3 separate regions of the Gossypium hirsutum genome follow, and all the other regions are linked to region 3. A link is a contact called in public Hi-C data. All regions are on one chromosome and are shown on one strand. The core of a region is the stretch at or near the end of the contact, and the rest is flanking DNA. Distances in the headings are between cores, read along the strand shown. Region 1 holds the start of LOC107915112 (serine/arginine repetitive matrix protein 1). Region 2 holds the start of LOC107915113 (splicing regulatory glutamine/lysine-rich protein 1). Region 3 holds the start of LOC107915120 (Werner Syndrome-like exonuclease).

Evidence for each region. A called contact is a pair of places that touch in the nucleus more often than the background predicts.
Region 1: a Hi-C map of leaf shows a contact between it and region 3, with 3 times the contacts expected there. The contact joins the promoter of LOC107915112 here to the promoter of LOC107915120 in region 3. A contact is called at or near these places in 7 of 34 Hi-C or Micro-C datasets (hypocotyl, leaf and petal).
Region 2: a Hi-C map of leaf shows a contact between it and region 3, with 2.6 times the contacts expected there. The contact joins the promoter of LOC107915113 here to the promoter of LOC107915120 in region 3. A contact is called at or near these places in 5 of 34 Hi-C or Micro-C datasets (hypocotyl and leaf).

Annotation. Positions count from the first base shown.
Region 1 is chrA10:72,193,647-72,198,119 of Gossypium_hirsutum_v2.1, reverse strand. LOC107915112 (serine/arginine repetitive matrix protein 1) reads left to right here and starts at 1,451. Exons shown (of 6, transcript XM_016844253.2): 1 at 1,451-2,322; 2 at 2,708-3,148; 3 at 3,258-3,771; 4 at 4,202-4,473. The coding sequence starts at 1,791.
Region 2 is chrA10:72,083,973-72,088,335 of Gossypium_hirsutum_v2.1, reverse strand. It overlaps LOC107915113 (splicing regulatory glutamine/lysine-rich protein 1), which reads left to right and starts at 1,358. Exons shown (of 4, transcript XM_016844255.2): 1 at 1,358-1,831; 2 at 2,168-3,089. The coding sequence starts at 3,012.
Region 3 is chrA10:71,824,067-71,829,025 of Gossypium_hirsutum_v2.1, reverse strand. It overlaps LOC107915120 (Werner Syndrome-like exonuclease), which reads right to left and starts at 1,595. Exons shown (of 6, transcript XM_016844260.2): 1 at 1,187-1,595; 2 at 924-1,103. The coding sequence starts at 1,421.

The DNA of each region.
Region 1 (4,473 bases), core at 202-2,701, 370 kb before region 3:
TTATTAAAAGATTTAATATTCAAAATTTATATTAAATTATTTTATATTTAGATTGTTTTCTTATTCTAGCTTTTCGCTTAACATTATCATGTAGAAAAATCAAAACATCGAGTGGCATTCTATAGTTTTCATATATAAAAAAAATTACATTATGTTTTAATAAATAATTATATATTTCATATATAAAACTTTATAAATAATATAGTTTTATAATATAACCTAAATATTATATTTATATTATTTATAAATAGTGAAGAGTTTAATTTATAGTATATTAATTTTTTATTAGCACTATATTTGAATTATTAAAATAATTGATATAAGTTAATTAGTTAATTAGTTATTATTTCGAGCAATGCTGCTTATTTTACTTTTAAGAAGTAAAATTATATCATATATTGAATATATTAATCATGTATTAATTATGATTTGGTTTTTTATTATAATAATATTTGACTTGTTAAATAAGTTAATATATTTCAATTATATTTAATCATTCGAATAATGAATATTAATTTACACTAATTGTAGAAATTAAATAAAATATAAAAAATTAATTAAAAATTAAACTCGTAAAATTAAAAATTAATAACTTTTTAAAAAAAGGGACTTTAGATATTTTCTTAACTGATTTGGGAAATGACTAGAAAACATTATTTATACAAGTAAATTATATAATTATGATAATACTTTTATAAAGATATTAAAATCAATAAAATACAATGTATAGTGAGAGTTGAACTTAGAACATTATGATTTTTAATCTTTAATCTTTAATCTTAAAACATATAGTGAGACTTGAACTTGGAACATTATATAGTGTGACTTGATCATAGGCTGAATTACTCGCTCGAAAAGTGAGTAAAAATATAGGTTCAAAAAATAGACTTGAATAAAAAATAAGGCCTATTTTCTAAATGGGGCAAGCCTCAAGTAAGATTTTTGGTCCAGACTTGACCCGGCCCGACTCGAGTTTGCTTAATTTTTTTCTACTTTTGTTTTACTGTCATTTTGTTATTGTTTTGCTGTCATTTTGCTATTATACTGCTATTATTTTGTTGTTATTATTTAGATATTTTATAATTATTGTTTTGTTATTAATTTTGTTACTATTTTAAATGTATTTACTTGCAAGTTGTAACTATCTTAACATTATTTAATGTTTTTAGTATATTTAATGTATTATATATTTTAAATTTATTTTATATATAAAATAATATAGAAAAAAATTAATACAAATGGATTGAGCTCGGATTTAACATTTTTTATCTTGATCGAATTTGAATAAAATGTTAAGTATATTTTTTGAGTTGAATCCAAACCCAGTAAATGAATCTAAAGTTTGGCATACTTGGCCTGTACTCGGCCCGACACGGCCCAATTCCAATTCTGATACAAACAAAATTACCCGGTAAGGCGTTTCCATTTTTTGTTTTTCCTTTTTAAGAAAATTCTTTCCTTTTCCTGGTAACCAAACAAAGTCTAACGGATCCCAGAAGTTATGAACAGTCAAATCGAAAAAGCGTCATATCAAACCTACTTTTCCTTTTTCTAAAAAAAAAAATTATTTAGCTTTGATTTTGAGGTTTTGCGTGGGCTAATTGGTTAGTTTTTGTTTCATTTGCATTAGTAAATTGGGACTTTAATAGTATTCTAGTTCTGAAATTTCAGCTAGGTTTACCGGCGCACATTGGATGGATTTTTTCCTCAAATATCGTTGTTTTATTTGTTGTTGACATTTGCATTATTGCTTATTTGATTGTTCTAGCAATTTAGGTGTTTTTAAATTGATGGCGGATCGAAACACGACCGCTTCAAAGCCTATATGGATGAAACAAGCCGAGGAAGCCAAGCAAAAAACTGAGGCTGAAAAAGCTGCTGCTGCTAAAGCAGCTTTCGAAGCCACATTCAAGGATGTTGATAAGAACCGTAACAAGGATGTGGTGGCTGCTTCATCGGATAGTGAATCCGAGGACACCGGTGACTTGGTGAACAAGCCAATTGGTCCCGTGGATCCCGTTAAATGCATGGCCGCGGGGCCAGGAATAGCGGGTGGCACTGCCTGTGCTGCCTCCACGTTTATGGTGGTAACGAGAGATGCAGATGAAAGGAAAGTACAGAGTGGGGGTGCGCAGATTAAGGTGAGGGTTTCGCCAGGTGTGGGTGTTGGGGGCTCAGAACAGTATGGCATTGTGAAGGATATGGGAGATGGGACTTACTCTGTAACTTATGTGGTGCCTAAGAGAGGGAACTATATGGTAAACATTGAATGCAATGGGAAACCCATCATGGGTAGCCCATTCCCGGTGTTCTTCAGTGCAGGTAACATCGTTAAAACTATGTTTATTCGGTTTTAACTGCATGTTTAGCTGTCACTTGCCATGCATGACTTTGCATGTTTCTTGTCCCTATTTGATTGTCTATATAATACGTGGATCTTTTAATATTCAAACCTTTAGAGTAATTTTTGCTTCTAATATGAAATGCAGTCTTTTGTATATTATTTTTGTTGTTCTAGGTGAAGAAGGCTCACGATTAGGAATTTGAAAAGTTCCCAATGATATTCACCTTCTCATTACTTTGCACTCACTGGCCATATAAAATTGTTGTTGAGTCTTTGTTCTTACTTTTGGCTTCACTTTTAAGCGTGGTTCTTGGTTGCAGTCTGTAGTGCTCAGGGCATAGATGTTGAATTTTTGTTATGCAGGTAAGTCTACCGGAGGACTACTAGGGGTGGCTCCTGCATCCACATATCCAAATCTAGTAAACCAAACCATGCCCAACATGCCAAATTATACAGGTTCTGTTTCTGGAGCTTTCCCTGGCTTGTTGGGAATGATCCCAGGCATTATTTCTGGTGCTTCAGGTGGTGCTATATTGCCTGGAATGGGGGCATCTCTTGGTGAAGTTTGTCGAGAATATCTCAATGGCCGTTGTGCTAAAACTGATTGCCAATTGAACCATCCTCCTCACAATTTGCTGATGACTGCTTTGGCTGCAACAACCAGCATGGGAACTCTTAGTCAGGTACCTATGGCACCTTCAGCGGCTGCAATGGCTGCAGCTCAGACTATTGTTGCTGCTCAGGCCCTTCAAGCTCATTCAGCTCAGGTTCAAGCACAAGCTCAGTCAATTAAAGATTCATCTGGTACTTTTTACTCTATCGTATTTTGAACTGTCTGTTTCTTTGTTAATTTATTTCCCAAGTTCTATTTATTTTGTTGGGCTCAAGCTAACAGTTGTCTGCTGCGTGTCAGATTCTCCTGACAAAGCTGGGAAGGCTGATGCATTGAAGAAAACCCTACAAGTTAGCAATCTTAGCCCACTTCTCACAGCTGAGCAGTTGAAACAGCTTTTTAGCTTCTGTGGTTCTGTTGTCGAGTGTACAATCACTGATTCAAAACATTTTGCTTATATAGAATACTCAAAACCTGAGGAAGCAATGGCTGCTTTGGCATTAAACAATATGGATATTGGTGGTCGACCATTAAATGTGGAGATGGCTAAAACGCTTCCTCAGAAACCAGCTATTTCATCATTGACATCATCGTCTCTGCCTATGATGATGCAGCAAGCTGTTGCCATGCAACAGATGCAATTCCAACAGGCTTTGCTTATGCAACAAACCTTGACTGCTCAGCAGGCAGCTAATCGAGCTGCAAGCATGAAGTCTGCAACAGAGTTAGCTGCAGCAAGAGCTGCCGAAATAAGTAAGAAGCTAAAAGCTGATGGACTTGTTAATGAAGAGAAGGAAATCAAGAGTGAATCTAGGTATGTGTCCTCATCAGGACAAATGTACTTCCTTACATACATGTTTTGTTAAGTAAGGCTTACTTTTTGGTTAGGTCCGTATGCTTCAATATTGTTAAAGAATGAAGTTACTTATTGAGCTACATAAGGAATGCAAGCAGAGTTCCGCTATTTGTTATGATAAGTAGAACCCCTATGTTTGCTCCTTTAGTTTATTGTGGTATGATAGACTGCAGCAGCAGCACTTTTTTCAACAAATAATGTTTATGATTCACTATTTAATTAGGAGCAGAACAGTAGAAGAGGTATCTATTTGTAATGATTCTCTTTTTGTTGTCAGATCTTTGATTATGTCTTTCCAGAAGATGCTTTTACTTATAGGAACCAGAGGAGATCACTGTTTTTCCCTTTTTTGTCTCTATGTTAAAGGCTTCTAAATCATTACTTACAGGTCACCATCTACTTCCCGTGCAAGGTCAAGATCAAGATCCAAATCAAAGTCACCCCTTAGTTATCGAAGACAGTCAAGGTCAAAGTCTAGATCACCAATCAGTTATAGGCGAAGGTCAAGGTCCATGTCAAGATCACCAATCAGCTATAGGCAAAGGAGGAGGTCTTGCTCTTATTCACCTCCACCTCGTTTCCAGCGAGACTGTAGGTCCAGATCACCTGAGCGGTCTCATCATCGTTCAAGGTATGATAGTGAAAGACTGTCATATAGAG
Region 2 (4,363 bases), core at 109-2,608, 260 kb before region 3:
TGTTATTAGATTATAACATATACACTATGTAAGTGAATAATATTTATATAATAAATACTTATTAAAATTTAATGTAACAAATAAATAGAGTATAGGTTGAAATGATAAAGTTAATATATTAAAAATTGTGTTTTAAGTATAAATCAAACATGTTGTATATTTTTTTAGATTTTACCTAAAATATAAAATGATAGATATATCCTCATAGTATATATTTTTTTTAATTTTACAAATAGATCTGGATTCAATTGATGAGTGCCATTAACTATAAATTATTATTGTTGAGATTAATTAAATCATAAATTATAATTGATATCAAAATTTTACTTTTTAAAACAAAAAAAATTACTTTAAATTTTAAGTGCAAAAGTTACACTTTTATGAATTTCATATGATGATTTGATAGTTAAAAATATTCACTACCCTAAATGTGACCTAGGTTTGAGTCGTGTTAATTGCGTGATTATTTAAACTTTACCTTATTATTGTAATTTACTAAAAAAATATTGTAATTTACCAAAAAAATATCTTTTTATGTAGATTTAGAGGCATGTATAATTTCTTCTTATAATTTTAATATACTGATGGATATTGTATTAAAAGTAAAATAGTAATTTAAAAGAAAGTTAATGATTACTGAAACCATCCACTCTACATTCCACCTCCATTAAAAAAAAAAAGTGACTAGACTTAGTATTACAATCTCAAATCCAAATTTAGATTCAACAATATTATCCTCAAATATTCCAACTTAACAAGTAAATAAGTTAGACATAAAAATAAAATCAAATATCCAAATTCGAACCCATTATTTATAATAATAAAAGATTCAAGAAATAAATTCAAACATAAAAATAAAAATCAATATATTCCAAATTCACTGCTTAAAATATCTAAATTAATAATAATAAAAAAAAACGCAAATCCAAAATGAATAAATCTCATTTGCAGTATCTACTATCATTGATGGTGAGATGAAATCTTTCCCATAAAAGAGTACACCATATTAGGTACAACACACAGGTTTTTTTTTTTTTTAATTTTTACATCTTATATTTATTTTATAATTTATGATTAGAAAGTGATAATATATAATTTGTTTCTTAAATTTATTTATTTGTAATACTTAATTTTTTTGAATTTAATTGATCATTAAATTTATATTGCATCAATCAAGTTAATACCTTTATACTATAAAAATCTCTTAAAACTTCACCTGATAAACATAAATATAATTTTTATTTTTTAAAAAAAATTATATTTATCATCATACTCAATCAATACAAACTAAACGGTAGTATTCTAAGCGAGTGTAATCTAATGTAATCTTTAACTTGTAAGCGTCTAACAATCGATTTGGGCCTTTTATCGGCCTCTAACTCTATATCTTTTTCTTTTCTCTTTTTTTTCCCCTTCCCTTCCCTTCCCTTCCCTTCCCTTCTCTTTGTTTGGTTTTTAATTTTCTTTTCTCATTTTATGTATATATATTTTCTCTCTCTCTCGCGTGTAACTTCCGAACGAAATCATAGTAAGGCCCTTGTTGTTGCAAAACAAGCTTTTCTCACTCTCTCTCTTTTGGTCTTTCCATCCATATCTTTCTTAAATATACCCAGACCCCTTCAAAAAACCTAAAACAATATTAATCATATGACTGCAAAACAAGATTGAAACTGATATAAAACTTTGCTTACTTCTTCTTTCTATCTATCTATTTCCTTTTAACTCTATATTTCTATAATCTAATCTTTTATTAATCTGACAAACAAACAAACAAACCAACAAGGATCTATTTATTCTTCCTTTCTACAATGCCCACTTTGTTGCGGGCAAGGTAATTATTAATCTTCCCATTTATCTTCAGTATTTCAATGTTGTTTTTTGTTTTTCAAAAGTTGGTTTTTCTCTCCTTTTCTGAAAAAAAAACAAACAAAACAGAATTTACGTTTTGAATCAAATCTTTCCTTTTCGCTTTTTGATCGATACCCATTTACCCTAAGGTTCTCGGAGCAAAAGTGTTTCCTTTTTTATAAATTTTCTTGTTTTTTCGAGATTTCTTTTTGTTTAATCGTTGTTGGATAAAATTTGGGTTTCCATGATTTTTGCTTCTTAATGGGTACTTAATTTTTTACTCAGTAGAAGTTTTTGTTTCATGGGTTTTCTTTTTTAGGGTTTTCATGCGGATCGACAGATTGGGGAAATTTCCTAAATTGGGAACTGATTAGGGTTCCGATCAGAGTAGAAATGGGCTCAAGCTCCAGTATTTGGTTTGTCGGATTGAAGAGTTATTTGCCTCAAACTTTGGTTTTTGAACAGATTGCTTAAGAAAAATGGTGATTGCTAGGCTTTTGGGCATGGAAGAAGATTGCTTTCTTATGGAATTGTGTATACAGTGATTAGACAAGCTTGAATATTTTTACCTGTTTTAGACAAAAGTGTGTTAGAGTTTTCAGTATTTTTATGTGTTTGATCTCAATTGGGGGATGGTTTTGGTATTGGATTATTATTGGAGGGAGGAGGTGATGATTCCTTATTGTCCGGGAAGACACCATAGAAGGTCAGATTGTACTGGACCATTTTTGTTTCTAAGAAAACCGTTTGGGTTAACATAACTTTGGAGCTAGAATTCTTGATCAAAAGAGCATTTCTTGAAGTTAGCTTTCTATTTCGGGCATTGTTGAAGTAGCTTAGTTTAAGATTATTGTAGGGTTTAGTAAGTGATCCTGGACTTGCAGTGGCATTTTTTGCAGTTGAAGTGATTTCTTTAGTGGTTGGTAGTTGACTTGGGGTTACCTTTGAGGTTAGAGTGATTAAGGGGCGTGGTGGGTTTTAGGAACTTTTTGAGCTGTTAAGAGTGATAGGACTCATGGAGGAACATTGAAGCTGGAAATGTGTGCAGGGATACGGAGCATAGTTTCTGGTTGTTCCCTTTCTGGAACATTGCTTCTGGAAGATAATTCAAGTGCTTTGGCTTTCGGAAGGCATCCGTGTATTGGTTTCTGAACTTCTGTGAAATGTCGCGTAGCTTTCCCTTCCCACCACCAGGATATGAAAAGAAGGCTAGGACCGATGATGCAGACTTTCTAAAAAAGGTTAACACCGTTTACTTATGTTCTGTAACATTTTGCTTGACTCAAACTATACTTTATGTATTCATAATATTTTGTGATTGCTTTTATTGAGGATTCAAGAAAAATGCCATGGCTTGCTTAATGAAGCACTTATGTGATTTAGTGGTTTAGACTGGTAGCTTGTATATTCTGAAAGATAAGATCTTAATAATCTAGGAATGAATAGCAGAACGGGAGCTTATTTGAAGCGATAGAACAGTGCTTCTGGTGCCTAATTTAGGTACTCACCGTTAAGCACTATTTGTGATGTTTATGAGTGAATGAACCCTTTTAATAGCTTTATTTTCAGTTATTGTTATGGTGTTGGAATCTGACTTAGGATTTTGGAATTTTGCATCACTTAAGGATATTGCATCACTAGGTGGTTCCTTCTTAATCTACTGTGCACAAAACTCCAACGGATGATGTTGGACTTGTTCTAGGAATCATATGTGAAGGAAGGTTCATGTTTGTTCCTGAAGATTACTTTTTTTTTCAACAATTATTCTTTCTTAATTTGTTACCTTTTCCCTCTGTTATTACATATGTTATATTCTTGTTCCACCCTGTAATAAGTGACAGAGTTGTGTAGACACAGGCTGGTCCTATTGGCTTGGGTTTTAAATTACTAATTTGTTAAGAATGGATTACTTATTTTGATGCCTGTTTTACAATATCTTGAAGAAGCAGTTTGTTCCCAAGTTTTGACTTTGTTAATATCTGTTAGAATATTGGGATAACCCGTGTGTGTTTGGACTAAATATATTTTTTTTGCATAAGAAACTTGGCTATGAAAAATTAATGTGGCACCAATGGAGTTGAGAAATATGGCCTGTTCAGATCAAGTGATTTGAACTGGAAGATATAGAGTTAGTTTTTTGCAGCTTTTGCTAGTCAGATTGAGAGTGAACTAATTAGCTCATTTAAGTGTATGAAATTGAAGGAAGTGCTTTAAATATGCCAGAAGAAACAAGTTGTATTGCTTGTTTCAATATGATGTAGTATTTAGTTCCATCTGTTTGAAACTTCATTAGGTAGGTTATGTCTTCTGTCTAAGACACTTGGATGTCCAAAAGTCACTGGCTATGCAGTTTTTTTTTTTTTTTGAAATTACTGGCTATGCAGTTTTAATAATTAATCCAAGAGCTTTCTGGTTGAGTGTTGAATGCTAGTTAAAGGTACAGATTTTTGCTTAATTTGACTTAATTTAAGAACAAGGAGATCAAAGGGCTCTGACTTTCTTTTACTCACATTCA
Region 3 (4,959 bases), core at 346-2,845:
CTATAGTACCAAACAGATATTACTTTTCATGAAAGTTCAAGAGGGCAAGACAGAAACCAGATAGACAAGTGATATGTTAGTAGAGGTGTATGAATTCTGTGTACTAGTACAAATTCAATATGTGCATGTTTCAATGCTATACTAAATGCAATCAGAGAATGATCTAAATAGACCACTTCTACCAGAAAGTAGACAAGATAAGGGAAAAACATGAATATAAATAACGGTTTGCAAGCATACAACCATTTAGGTTATCACAGTTAAGAGTATTTCAATTAAAAGGAAATGATTGGTAATGGCAACAGCAACTTATGAAACATGGATTAAAGAGCTATATTGCTTTGACTCTTCATTTTACTAAAGTACCTGTATTCAACGCATAGTTGGACAGGAGTATAGGGATATGACCATTCGAGGATCTCCAAATACATTAAAAACATAGGAAAAAATTGAATATTTCTGTGTTGGGAACTTCCCCATATCCGGCACTCACACCTAAGGCCGAGTAATATAGGTAAAGAGTGCTTACTTTCTGCTTTAAAAGAAATTATAGCAATGCTGCTTTATGGAAGAAAGGAAGAGGACAACACCAAACACGAGATATATATTTTGTTTTAAAATATGGCATATCAGAACCACTAAACATAAAAAAAATAATTAAATTAAATTAAAACCTACAAAAAAAACACAATGCCAATTCTAGCATAAGTATTCTATCTAGAAATCATGCAATGTGAAAAAAATTCCAACTTTAAGTCTCAATTCTTTAAAATAATGATCAAATATACCTTAGAGAGGTTTCATATTAACTTAAGAGATTTTCACATTTATTTGTTTTCACACTTTTTTTCTTTCTTAGGAAATAAAGAGAAAGGATTATATGAAATGAATGTAACAAGACAAGGAGGGTAAAGGAAGCAAACCTTTTTGGAAAGAGGGCTTCCACTCAATATCAAACCCTAAAGCAACTTGACCCATTTCTTTCTTCTTAATTTCAACAATTTTTAATAGCTCCATTGCAGCATTTTCTACCTCATCTTCCGTAAAGCTATACAAAATATGACCTCCAAATCTCAACGGCGGATATCTAAGCCTTGTATTAGCTGCCAATCAGAAAAATCAAAGGGTTTACTATTAGTGCATTTATTTTAATTACAAAATGGGTAAAGTAAGGGATAGCAAATACATTGACAACGAGCGAAGGAAGACGGAAAAGAAGGCGGGGGTGAGAGAATAGAATGGGGCAATTGGCGGCTGGTTTTGAGGTTATCTTGATGATGGACGGCGGAATTGCGTTTCTTGCGAGAAGATGGAGGAGGAGTAGGAGGAGTGGCTTCAATGGCATCCATTAATCGGATCACGTCTTCAGTGAAATGGTCGTCCCAATCCAAACTGAAACTATTGTAGTCTTTGAATTCCATTTCTACATCTGAAATGGAAGTGAGGGGCGGAATTGGAGGGGAAGAGAGCTTAGAATTCTGGATTTGGTTGAACCAGTTTGGGCTTTTAATGGCTAAAAACGTTCAAATTTTGATCATGGCGTCTGGTAGAGTAATGGGCCGATTTTCAAAAAGTTTTTGCAAGGATTTGAGCCCATCCCAGTCCAATTCGCACAAAATACTTTCTAATATTTTAATTTAATTCAGGCCTGCCCGACCCCTGAAACTTTTTGTCAATCCCCATCAACATCGTTAGCCTCGGGTCAACCTTGAATTTTGACTAGTTTTTGAAAACTTTCTCCAAAATTTCTCTAATAAGAAATAAAATTTTATATTTTCTCCAAAATTTGTTTAATAAATTGAAAAAATCAAGTGAAAAAGAATATAATTTTGAAAAGATAAATACTAAATCTAAATTATAAAATTTATTTAATATATTATATTTTGTTAAATAAAAATAATAGTGATAATTTTAATTACATAAAATTGAGTTATAACATGAAAAGAAGTTTAAAAGCATAAAATAGATATTAATTTTATCTTCTGAATATAAAAATATTTAATTTAGAAAAACTTTTACACACTCTTAATTCTACTTAACAGTATATCTTATGCCATATGTTGTTCCCAGCATTAAAATTTAAAATATTTTAATAACTAAACATTTAGTATTTCTAATTTAGAGTTATAAAATGGAAAATAACCTAAGAACTAGAGTTTTTTTTTATATTTTAATATAAAAAATATTTTTACAGACCCCTAATTCTGCTTAACCGATCTTCTACCAAATTTTAATCCTAATTTATATTAAAATTTAAATATTGTTATGAATATCTCATTAAGTGGATGTCCATCATCATGATTAAGATAAAGTTTTATGTACTTTAAATTCTAATAGCTATTAAAATTAGATCTCTACTTCTTTTATACTTCTTATGCCTATAAATAGAGACTCTAATGAAGTATTATAATCATCCATTTGATTAATAAAGTAAAATCTCTATTGCTTTCATATTTTATTTGTTCTTTATTCTCTCTATCTCTCTTTATTTTATAATATGTTATCAACATAACGATTCTCTATAATTTTTTTCAAAATCTTTCGAAGTCATCCCACAGATCAAATTATTTTTCACCTTAAACTTTCACATTTACAACTTCATCTTCAAGATGTTGAAAGATTCAATCTCAGAATGAATTATAATTTTTATTCTCGATCTTTGATTTATTGTACAAGCATCGTGTAATAGGTCAATTTTGACCTGGGCTTATAATAAATAAACCAATAATGTCCAAATTTTAAAATCCAAATTACAAAAATTAAAACCCAAACTACAACCCATATCAAAACCCAATACCTAACTTAAGCCATAAACCCAATTACCCAATACACATCAGCCCACTATCCTAAAACATTTTCAATCAAACCCTAGGAGCCGCCCTAGCCATTGCCCTCTCCCACGTGCTTCGTCGGCACGTCCAATGCCCGAAAGTCGGCTCCCCTGACACCGCTTGTACCAACATGGCAAGCTTCTGCACCATCGCTTCCGTCTAGGCCTACAAAACGAGAACAAAAAAAAAGAAAGCAAGACAGAGAGCAGAGAAACACGCAAAATAGAAGCAGAAACAAGCAGAGAATAGTAAGAAATCATATGTAATCGGCTATAAAGCCAAAAGAAAAGATCAATGTAAAGGGGGGGACCGATTGTTCAAAGAAAAAATACTTATCAATAAAAAAGAGAGAGTTTTGAAGGTAGTTTCTTTTTCTTTTTTTTTGCTCTTTATTTCATTCTATTCTTTTCATTTTTACATATATTTATACGAAAATCAAAAGAAGGAAACAAAAAATACCTGAATCGGTCTCCCTCTTCGTCGATGGACGTAGTCGGTGTCCGAGGGTCCCAAAAGGTGACAGAGTGGTTGTATGTTCGTTTGTTAATCATTTTCTCCATTTAAAAAAAAATAAAAACTGATTTAAAGTTCTTTAAAAAAAAGGGAAAGGAGGTTTCGAAACGGGGCTGAAAGGCCCTTGTCTGTACACCGTCGGCCGCCGACGCCATGGTGGCACGGTGGGCAGAGAAAGCGCCTTCGTCGGAAGAGATGAGAGGTTTCAAAACTTTTTTGTTTTTTTTCTAAAAATATATATATATAAAGATGGGTTTTAGAACATTGAATGAAACAACTGTGTCGGGTGTGAATCCGTGCATTCCCACCTTGAAAGGGTGATTTACATTTTTAATCCCTCCCTTTTGTAGCACCACTTGATCAGGCTTATTTTTTTTTATTATTTGTGATTTGGCCCTCAAATTTCGTGTGGTTTTTTTTTAATTCAGTCCCTTGGACGGTCTTGCTGAACATGCGTAGGGAACCAAGGGAATGTTTTCCCAACTAGTCCCTGCTAGTTTTAATGCGCTTCGTTCGGATCCTTGATTAACTTTCCAGTATTTATATTGAGCACCCCGAAATTTTAGCTTGTTTTCATCCCTGTCCTTAATTCATTTACTTCATTTATTTGCTTATTCTTTTAGAAACTGTTGTATTGCTTATTATTTTATTATTTTGCATTATTTGTTTCAAGTTTTGTATCATTCAGCTTAAACCTTTTCATATGTATTTTTTTGTTTGATTATCATAAATTATTACATACTGTTTATTTTAAAATTTGTCTTACATATATTATTTTTTATATATTCTATTTATTTTTAGACTGCTTTATTATATATTAATACATTATTTCATTTATCATATTCTTTAAATTTTGTATATATATTATCTAGCTAAAACTATTTTATATTCTTTATTTTAGATTTCTTTTATACATTATTTATTTTAAACTTGTTATATTATTCTCAAGCTATTTATATATTATTCTTTTTTTCTAAACGTTATTTGAGCTAAACTATTTTTTATGTCATTCTAAAATTTGTTAGACGTTACTTATTTGTAAATTTTTATGTATCATTTATTTTAAGCTATTTCGTATATTTTATTTATTTTGAAAGGTTTTACATATATTTGATTTTGAATTTGTTTTCATGTATTATCTATTTAAAATTATTTTATTATTTTAAATTATTTTATATACCTTATTTTTAAACTCCATTTTATTTATTTTAAAATGTTTCATTATTATTTATATTAAGTTTTTTTCCATATTATTCATTTTACCCTTTTATGTATATATATTTTAATATTATATTTTTATATATTATGTATATAGTTTTCAATACTATTATTATGTATATTTGTATGTAGAATTATCAGTATTTTTAATATTATGCTTTCATCACCTTACTTATTATTGTTATATGTTTATATATAGATATATTCACTGTTTTTATTTCGTGATTAATAATATTATTATCGCATTTAATATCGCATGCATTGTTATCGTTTCTAACATTATTGTCAGGTTTATTATTTGCTTCGATGTATTTCTAACTCTTTTATTTTCTGTTTCTTACCCATTATGTATCAGTTTGCTTTTTATTTCTTTAAAAATTTTCATTCATACTTTCTA